Regions from separate parts of the Sus scrofa genome. Here region 1 is linked to region 2. Evidence: chromatin contacts called from public HiChIP or PLAC-seq data. All regions are on one chromosome and are shown on one strand. Each heading gives the region's core, a stretch centred on a gene start, on an enhancer-like site or on the middle of the called end of the contact. The rest is flanking DNA. Distances are from core to core; before and after follow the strand shown.

Evidence for each region. HiChIP or PLAC-seq counts read pairs in DNA pulled down with a chosen protein or histone mark.
Region 1: a contact with region 2 is called in an H3K27ac HiChIP or PLAC-seq map of skeletal muscle. The contact joins two enhancer-like sites. A contact is called at or near these places in 2 of 47 Hi-C or Micro-C datasets (epiblast stem cells and fetal skeletal muscle) and 1 of 2 datasets of contacts at active chromatin or transcription factors (skeletal muscle).

What each region holds. Positions count from the first base shown.
Region 1 is chr17:35,485,083-35,489,645 of Sscrofa11.1, reverse strand. No RefSeq gene overlaps it. Among named protein-coding and RNA genes, the nearest start is that of MYLK2, 12 kb to the left of the region's middle. Within about 2 kb of position 1,500, at least 16 of the 83 cell types and tissues checked have an H3K27ac peak or open chromatin away from gene starts, as enhancers often do. A contact at or near this core is called in skeletal muscle, where this site is marked.
Region 2 is chr17:35,380,442-35,384,830 of Sscrofa11.1, reverse strand. The region is part of intron 1 of BCL2L1 (BCL2 like 1); the gene reads left to right. It overlaps LOC106506650 (a long non-coding RNA gene), which reads right to left. Exons shown (of 3, transcript XR_001302085.2): 3 at 3,214-3,612. Among named protein-coding and RNA genes, the nearest start is that of BCL2L1, 31 kb to the left of the region's middle. Within about 2 kb of position 2,855, at least 48 of the 83 cell types and tissues checked have an H3K27ac peak or open chromatin away from gene starts, as enhancers often do. A contact at or near this core is called in skeletal muscle, where this site is marked.

The DNA of each region.
Region 1 (4,563 bases), core at 251-2,750, 110 kb before region 2:
TTCCTTTCAAATCTGATCTCCAGGCTCTGAGACAGCCACCCCCCGTGTACGTCTGTCTTAAGATGTAGAATTCCAAGACTTTAAAACGACATACCTAGAATTCTCTCCAGAAAGGCTTTGCTAAATGCCGGTGAACTCTTCTGCTGGGCACCAGTGCCAGTTACACTGACATCAGGTCGGCCAAAGAGAGCTTTCCAGTGTGCAAGTGTGTATGCCAGAATGTCGTCATTGACTATGCTTTTGGGAGGGACTTACATTTTAATAATTTAATTGAATTACAAAGATTGACTAAGTGGTTTGAAACAGCCATTTAAAGTTTAGAGACAGACATAATACATTAGGGGGACAAAGAAATCTGTCCTATAAATAGCCTAGAAAAATCTTTTGCGAAACAAACCTTTTCAATGGGGAGAAGCAAACTCAGAACACAGGAACAATATGCTGCTGTTAGAATTGGTATTTTCAGAGTATGCAACAATACGGGAAAAATATTTGCATTAATACTATGCAAAATGAAAAAAAGGAATACTTTGTATGTCAGAAAAACTCTACACTGTAGAAAAACACACTAAAGTTTTAGGGAGTATGTCAGCGTAAGGCCACTGACTTTTCATCGCTCCTCGCCACTAAGCGTAACAATGCTGCCCCAAACTGCTTTTCCTATTGTATTTTACAACTACTCATTGTTTAGTATTTGACCCACTGAAAACTACATCTCCCACCCTTGCTCCTGAAAGGAGTCCTGAGAATATCACTGGTACCAAAATAAGGTAGGCAACAATTTTTAGCCCATTCATACACCTGCCTGTGAGGTTCTGGGATACCAGTCTCAAACGACATGGGTTTAGGCAGATCAGACAGGCCAAGTTTTTATTTCCTTTCTGTGTCATAAAATTTTAAGAAAAGAAGAGAAGGCAATTGATGCTTTAGGGCTAGGCAGTCTGGTGAAATAATTCTTGACAAAACCTAGTATTTTCCTAAGCCCCTGCAACAATAGTTTCTCGGAGTAAAATGTCAGCATTTGTCAAGCCCTTTCAGGAAGCTGCTGATAACCTTCAGTGCTTAAGAGTCATGCTTTGACGTGAGCCCAGCCTCTTATTCTCTTGCAAGAAAGAGAAGTGCAAATACGATGAGGTATTTCTGGTTTTGACATCCGTAACCTTTGCTACAGAAAGTAGAGTGGGTATGCAGGAATACAAAAAACAAGGAAAAAGTGTTTGTCCCCAGGCTTCTTTTTTATAGCAACTACACTGGCTTTAGCTGGATAACAAATTGTCCTGGAATTCTTGGCATTGGAGCAAACATGTCAGCTCCGTGGTTACGCCTTCGTCACTGCTCAAAGTACTGCACACTTTAACCTTCCTGCTCTTTCCATAGGCCTGGGTTTGTCCCATACCCAGGAAACTTTATATGTTGTCTAAACTGAGCATCCCAGCAGGCTGCAAGGCAGATGGCAGCTCAGGATTCAGAATGTTGACCGACTCCTACCTGGATCCACACCACCAAGCTATAACTCAGCCTGGCTGTGCAGAAATAGGAGCCCGGCCACGTGGCTGACAGCTTTTTTAACTGCTACTCTCAGCAATGAGGAACTTCTCCAGCAGTCAAGATTCAGAAAGGAACTGAAAAGGAAGCATGTCAAGAGCTACCGAAGGGGATATACAGGTCCGACCGGATACTCAAGCCAATAAGCCCCCAAGGCTCAGCTAAGCCAGGGGGAGCTAAAAGACTGGGTATTGCCAAGCTGCCCTCAAGCCCTTGGGACCTCAGGTCATTAGCCCAGGACATCACACAGAGGAACTGGACATCACTACTGGACATCTGCCTTCAGGTCACTAGATTCTCATAAGAAGCTTCATACTTCAGCCAGGCAGAAAGCTAGTACACACCTGAGGTAGCACCTGAACCACATCATTCAATGCAGAACATATGAAAGAGCAAGGAACAGAGTATAAATTATGACATTATTTATGGAAAAACAAAAGGGAGCAGGTGAAGTCATCTCTGCAAGGGAACATACTTGGCAGCACTATCTGGGGTGGGAACTGAACTTGTAGCTTTTGAATTTTGAATGAAGTGCGACACTTACAGAACAAATTAACATTAAAGGAAATGCATAATACTACAATCTCATTGCTATAAAAAAAAGGAAAACGCTGGAGTTCCCATCGTGGCGCAGTGGTTAACAAATCCAACTGGGAACCACGAGGTTGCTGGTTCGATCCCTGGCCTTGCTCAGTGGGCCGAGGATCCGGCATTGCCGTGAACTGTGGTGTAGGTTGCAGAAACGGAGTTCCCTGGTAGCTTAGTGTTGTTGCTGCTGTGGCATAGGTTCAATCCCTGGCCTAGGAACTTCTGCATGCTGCAAGCATGTCCCCCGCCCCAAAGGAACTGCAATCTCACCTCCAAGAATCTCTAAACTCCTGAAGCGTTTTATCTGTCTGTCTCACATTACTCAATTACATCGTATCTCGTGTTACAATTGTGTAAGTCTAGACTTACCTCTATTCAATGCTGGAGCAACTGCCACTGCAGCCTGTCTACTACTCAAGCTCTACTTTCTAAGGACAAAATTCTATGGAAAAGAACTGGTAAGGAATAAAACAGCAGTCAAGATGGCAACAAAGCAATTACATAAGAACAAAATGATCAAAGTAAAAGTGAACGATGACCTTGTATTAATTAATCAGCACAAGACTATTAGTAATGGGAAACTATAACAAGTTAAAACACCAAGGCGTTCCCGTTGTGGCGCAGCAGAAACGAATCCGACTAGGAACCATGAGGTTGCAGGTTCGATCCCTGGCCTCGATCAGTGGGTTGAGGACCTGGTGTTGCTGTGAGCTGTGGTGTAGGTCGCAGACGCGGCTCGGATCTGGTGTTGCTGTGGCTCTGGCGTAGGCTGGCGGCTACAGCTCCAATTTGACCCCTAGCCTGGGAACCTCCATATGTCGTGGGTGTGGCTCTAAAAAGCAAAAAAACAAAAACAAAAACAACCCAACACTAAAAACACAGTCCTTCTCAGGTATTGCAGAAATTCCAACAATCTGCATGTCTGCAGGTGCTAGGAGCTCTGCAACTTGCCAAACAAAGTGTGGCAGCCCGATTTCTCAGAACTCAGTAAATTCCTATTGGAGGGCATGTTCTTTGTTTAGGAAAATTCTGGGGTAGCCTCTGACAATTGAAAGAGAAGCTCCCTCCTGGACAAGGCCTGAAGGGATAAAGAACTTGAATTTCTCTGCAAAAGAAAAGCAAAGATTGAGTTTCAGGAGAAATGGGAGGCTGTACTAGAAAAATGAAGGTCATGTGAAGTGGTGTAGAAAGAAAGAACTGACTAGACAGGTTGTACTGAGAGGTAGACAGCCACTGGGAAACTGAGAGACATTCTGGGAAGTAAGAGACAATGGATGTCTGCATCTCCATTTTAAAAGCTATTTGGTCTAAAGTAACACACTCTCTCTTGCCTCTCAGAGACCACCACGCGTTACCACCCTGACGTGGGTGTGTCTTTAGGCAGTAATCCAGAATGGAGCAAATGGAGTGGACGGACTCCATAGGTCCATAATTCTCAGTACCACTCTTCTAAAAGCCCCAACTTGAGGGCCAGATTTATTCTTCTGCTTGAAACCACCAAAACTAAAAATGGACAAACTATATGAAAAAATGGTCCCAGGTGGTAATATATGAGTAAGAGTCAATTAGTTAGAGAACTGCTGATACATGGGCGGGAGAAAAGGACAGACACAGAGAGGGGATCAAGAGATGGAGAAGTAGAAAAACCAAAGCAAGAGGTAACCAGGAAAAAAGTAGGAAATTATCATCCTTACCTGATGAGGTCAAATGGTCAAGGAAAGATTTATGAAAAAGATGATACCAAAGCTTATTTTTTTTGTTTTTGGCCACACCTGCGGCATGTGAATGTTCCTAGGACGGGGACTGAACCTGCACCATGGCAGCAACCCAAACCACTGCAGTGACAGTGCTGGATCCTTAACCTGTTTCGTCACAAGAGAACTCCCAGAGCTGAGTCTTATATGGAAGAGTTTACCAGATGAGAAAAAAACACACTTTGAAGGCATAACAGACCTCCAGAGTGGTTCCTAGGAGGGAGTTAACAACATAGGGAAGGATATTCTGACATAAGACCCAAAAAAAAAGTCACAAAGCACTTTCCTTTAAGGATAGAGGCTATGCTTTTAAAAGTCCCTAGCTCCGGAGTTCCCGTCGTGGCGCAGTGGTTGGCGAATCTGACTAGGAACCATGAGGTTGCGGGTTCGGTCCCTGCCCTTACTCAGTGGGTTAACGATCCGGCGTTGCCGTGAGCTGTGGTATAGGTTGCAGACGCGGCTCGGATCCCGCATTGCTGTGGCTCAGGTGTAGGCCGGTGGCTACAGCTCCGATTCGACCCCTAGCCTGGGAACCTCCATGTGCCGCGGGAGCGGCCCAAAGAAATAGCAAAAAGACAAAAAAAAAAAAAAAAAAAGCCCCTAGCTCCTTTCAAAGTACTCACTTCCCCAATAAGATGTGACCTCCAGAGGGGCTTGACAGATTTAAAACATCAAA
Region 2 (4,389 bases), core at 1,606-4,105:
GGGCCACTTGTGTGGCTGCTCTGGACTGGCCTCTAATTGACTGGCTGATTTTGGCCTGAGCTTTCTCCTGCCCTAGGTCACATGTATCTCCTTTGTAAAGATGTGGGACCAAGAGCAGTCTATGTCCCATTGGTCTTCGAGGTAACTTATAGGTGACATACAAATAAACACTTTTAAATTTTAGTAACCAATGTTTTTATTTTACATTGATTTCCATCTCTGGCAAATGATACTGGTTTTCTTTTTATAGTAGTAATAATATTAGTTGCTTTTTCATTCCATTAATTCATTTAGCAATTACTTACTGAGCGACTGTTCTGCCGGGCACCATTCTAGCTACTGGCGATATTTGCCTGCATGAAGCTTACATTCTCTAAGACAGCGAATGATGAGGATGAAGGGTGGATAGGTAACTTTGGGGGTTTATTTTAATCAAGAGTAATTGGGAAAGGCTTATCTGAGGAGGGGTCATGGGTGAGCAGACATCTGCATGACCTGAGAGAGAAAACCGTGTAACACTCTGTAGTAAGAACTTTCCAGACAGAGGGAACAAGTACAGGGGCCCCAGGGTGAGAAGGATGTGCTTGGCGTGTTTGAGGAAGGGCGGAGATGAGTGTGGCTAGAATAGAATGAGCAGAGGGGAAAATGGTCCAAGATGAAGAACATGTCTCAGCCATGGTGAGACACTATAGCTCCTCTGGGTGAGATGGGAATGCAGTGGATGGAGTGTTTTGACTGGACAGAATCTGTCTGCTTTTAGAAGGACCCTTCTGGTTTTTTTGTAGTGAGAGACCAGAGAGGGGAGTAAGAAGCTGGGAGGTTGTTATAACAATACAGGCAGAAGATGATGTTGGCTTGGATGGTCGGGGTGATGAGATGTGGTGAGATTCTGGATAAATTTTGGATATTGATCCAGAGGAACATGCTGACAGATTGGAGCTAGAGAGGACTGAAGGATTACTCCAGGGCGTTCCAGGCTTCCATAGCTGGAGGGATGAAGCTACTACCATTCACTCAAAGGGGGAAAGATGGAGAAAGAACAGGGTAGGGGGTGGGTTTAGAATTTTCAATATATTTATGTTTTTAAGAAATGGGTCACTTGATAGGGAAATGTTGATAATAATGACCAGTGAGGTCAAACCAGTGGTGGCTGAAATTGTGGATAGAGTGCATCAGATGTATCCGTGCTTCTTCCAGCTCTAAAAGTCTGCTTTAGTGATTTGAGACCTCAGAGTCTCCCATTCATGAAGAAGGGGAACTTGACTCAGCCTAGAGTGTAAGGGATGCAGAAGGAATGACAAGAGAGGAGTCCCTTGGGGCAGGCTTACCTCTAGGTAATTTGGAAGGACTTGGAAAGTTCTTGAATGCATCCTGGCCTCGTGGCATTGGCTCACTCACTCATTCACTAAGCACTTTCTGCCTGGCAGGCCTGGACACATATGGTGCAGCTCTAATGCCCCTTGCCTCCCAGTAGAAATTGAGCTGTCCTCTTGCCCACCATGGGCCTGGCTGCTCCTCTGTGATCCTGCACATGCCTGGAGGTCAGGTGAGCAAATGGCTTTGCCTGCATGACAGCAGAAATGGTTTTGTCTCTTTCTTCATCCCAACAGTGTCCCCGTAGTTATCAACCTGGAAAAAAATCCTCAAAGGCCTCTTCTCCTGCCTTTTGTAGATGAGAAATAGGGTCAGAGAAGCAAACAACTCCCACAGTCCACATCCAATCCATTAGCAAATCCCTTCAGCTCTACTTTTAAAAATAAAATCTGAATCTGACTCCTCTCCAGCCTGCTGGGCACCATCGTGGATAAGCCACCCTCATATTTCTCCTGGATGGCTGCGTCAGCTCCCCACCACCTCTCACTTCCACCCTTGCCCCGGAGGTCTTCACCCAGCAGCCAGGACTCGATTAAAATCAAAGTCAGATCATGTCCCTCCCCTGCTCAAAACCCCAAGGTGCTCCCATGTCTTTAAATGGCCTTCAAGGCCCTGCACAGCCTGGCCCTTGGCCACTGCCAGAGCCCATCATTCTCCCCTGACTCACTCAGCTTCAGCCACACTGGCATCTTTCCTGTTCCTGGAGTACCCCGAGTTGCACCTGCCCCAGGGCCTGGCACTTATTCCCTCTGCCTTTCCTCAGACCCTTGCAGTGCCTGTTCCCTCCCTTCATTCAGGGTTCTCTCTGATCAGATGTTACCTCCTGAAGGAGCTTTCCCTGACCACGGGTTCTAATTCTGCCCTCTTCCATATTTCTCTCTAACCCCTTTCTCTCATTTAGTTTTCTTTTTAGCACTTATCACCGTCTGACACATTTGTTTGTTGCCTATCTCTTCCTGTTAAATGATAAACTCATGCAGGTAGGACTTTTTGTCTAACTTAATCACTGCTTTATTCCCTAGCACTTAACATGATGCCTGGCATTTAGTGGGCTCTTAATAAAGATTTATGGAACGAATGAGTGTCCAGCACTAAGCAGAGAGTCCTCCTACAACCTCACAGGTCAGCCCACAAAAGGGTCATGGTCTGTCTTAGAAAAGTCAGCTGACCGCTCCGCCAAAGCTACTTGGCATCACTTTTGTTTCCAAGATAATGACCAGTTGGAGGAACTCTTCTGCAAGGACTGGCCTTGCAGAGGCTGGGTTTGGGGAGCAAAGGGGAGGCACAGAGCCGCCATCCGCATACCCCTCTCCTTCCTACCCCTGAGGCACCCAAGGAGCCAAGGGACATGCCTCAGCCCTGTCCTCAAAGTCCTCTCTGATCCAGGGCCCAAGATCCTCAGTAAGTAGTGGGCAGTGGGTGGGTGAAAGGGGAAGGAAGGAAGAGCTTAGTCACGTCCTTCTGCATCTGTCCTGTTGCGCTGGCAGAGTGAACGTGCTGTGGAGTCAGACACCCTCACTCGGTAACCAGAGATCTCAGGCAGAGTCTCCTCCCCTCTCGGAGTCTTCATTTCCTTGTTGGTAAAGTGGGGACAACACCTACTTGCAAGATGTTGAGAATTCAAGCAGGGGCTAAATCAGTATGAGCTGGGGTTTTTTGTTTGTTTGCAGCTATAAATAATAAGAATACAACATGGGAAGGACAGTGGGGCCATTCATTTTTAGCTATAGAAAAATAATGACAGTTCGCGTGTATTGTGCACTCTCTATGGACCATTTCACTCTTGCTGCTAAGCCTGTGGTATAAGGACAGCGTTCTCACTTTATAGACAGGCCTCTGGGCTTGGTGAGATAAAGGGTCTTGTCCCAGGTCCCACAAGTAGGCAGTCACAGAGCTGGGTCGGAGTCCGCACTGGCAGACTCCAGGGGTCAGGAGGTCTTGTGGGGGAGTCCCTTCACCTCCTAGGGTCTTTTTTAGGGTGGGGGTTGAACTAGACATTGCTGTGAACCACAGGTCATGCCACCTCGGGTGGGATGGTGCGTCGCTTCTCGGCCTCCTGCTGGTGAGGGCGGTGGTCGTCTTCTGCAGTTTATTGGTGTGTGGACGCTGACTGTGAACAGCCCCTCCCTCGGAGTCATCGGCTGCAGACTCAGGCTCTCCCGACACCCTCTCAGCATCTTGCTGTTCTACACCTTGAGAGGGCCAGTGGATTCGGGTGGAGATAAAACACGGGGAAGACTGGAAGGAACCAGAATGTAGGAAATGCAGCATGAGGAAGCCTGCAGCTCTTGAGATTTTGGTTACAAGGGTGTGTGTGTGTGTGTGTGTGTGTGTGTGTGCGCGCACACGCGTGCGCGCACATTCATATGAGGGAGGTGGGGGTTGCAGCGATTTCTTCCCATCCCCAAATCCTCCAGAGCTGTTGCCTTCTGCTGTGGAATTCCAAACATTTCCGATCAGATAAAGGTGGCTGAAAATACCCGGGACTTGTCTGGACTAGTTGGAGGCAGTGCTGGGGTGAGGGGTTGAGGCCACTAGGACAGAGCCCTGCAGGTCTGACCCTCTGAGGAGCTAGCCCTGGTCACAGACAAGCCCCATGCCCTTTTCTTTTGGAATCTGCTGGTTTGAGGGCAAGGCTCAGCAGGCTTTGCAGTGGAGGCAACAAGTTCTTCTACTCAAGAATGCTGCCTCTTGCCTTCCACACTAAATTACAGATCTTTTGGATCCCCTGAGAGAATGCAGGTAGTCACTCATCTGCCCGCATGTGAGTTTTTTGGTTTTTTGGTGGTTTTTTTTGTTTGTTTGTTTGTTTGTTTTTGTCTTTTTGCCTTTCCTTGAACCGCTCCCGAGGCATATGGAGGTTCCCAGGCTAGGGGTCGAATCGGAGCTGTAGCCACCAGCCTACACCAGAGCCACAGCAGTGCGGGATCCGAGCAGCATCTGCAGCCTACGCCACAGCTCACCGCAACACTGGATCCTTAACCCACTGAGCAAGGCCAGGGATGGAATCTCCAA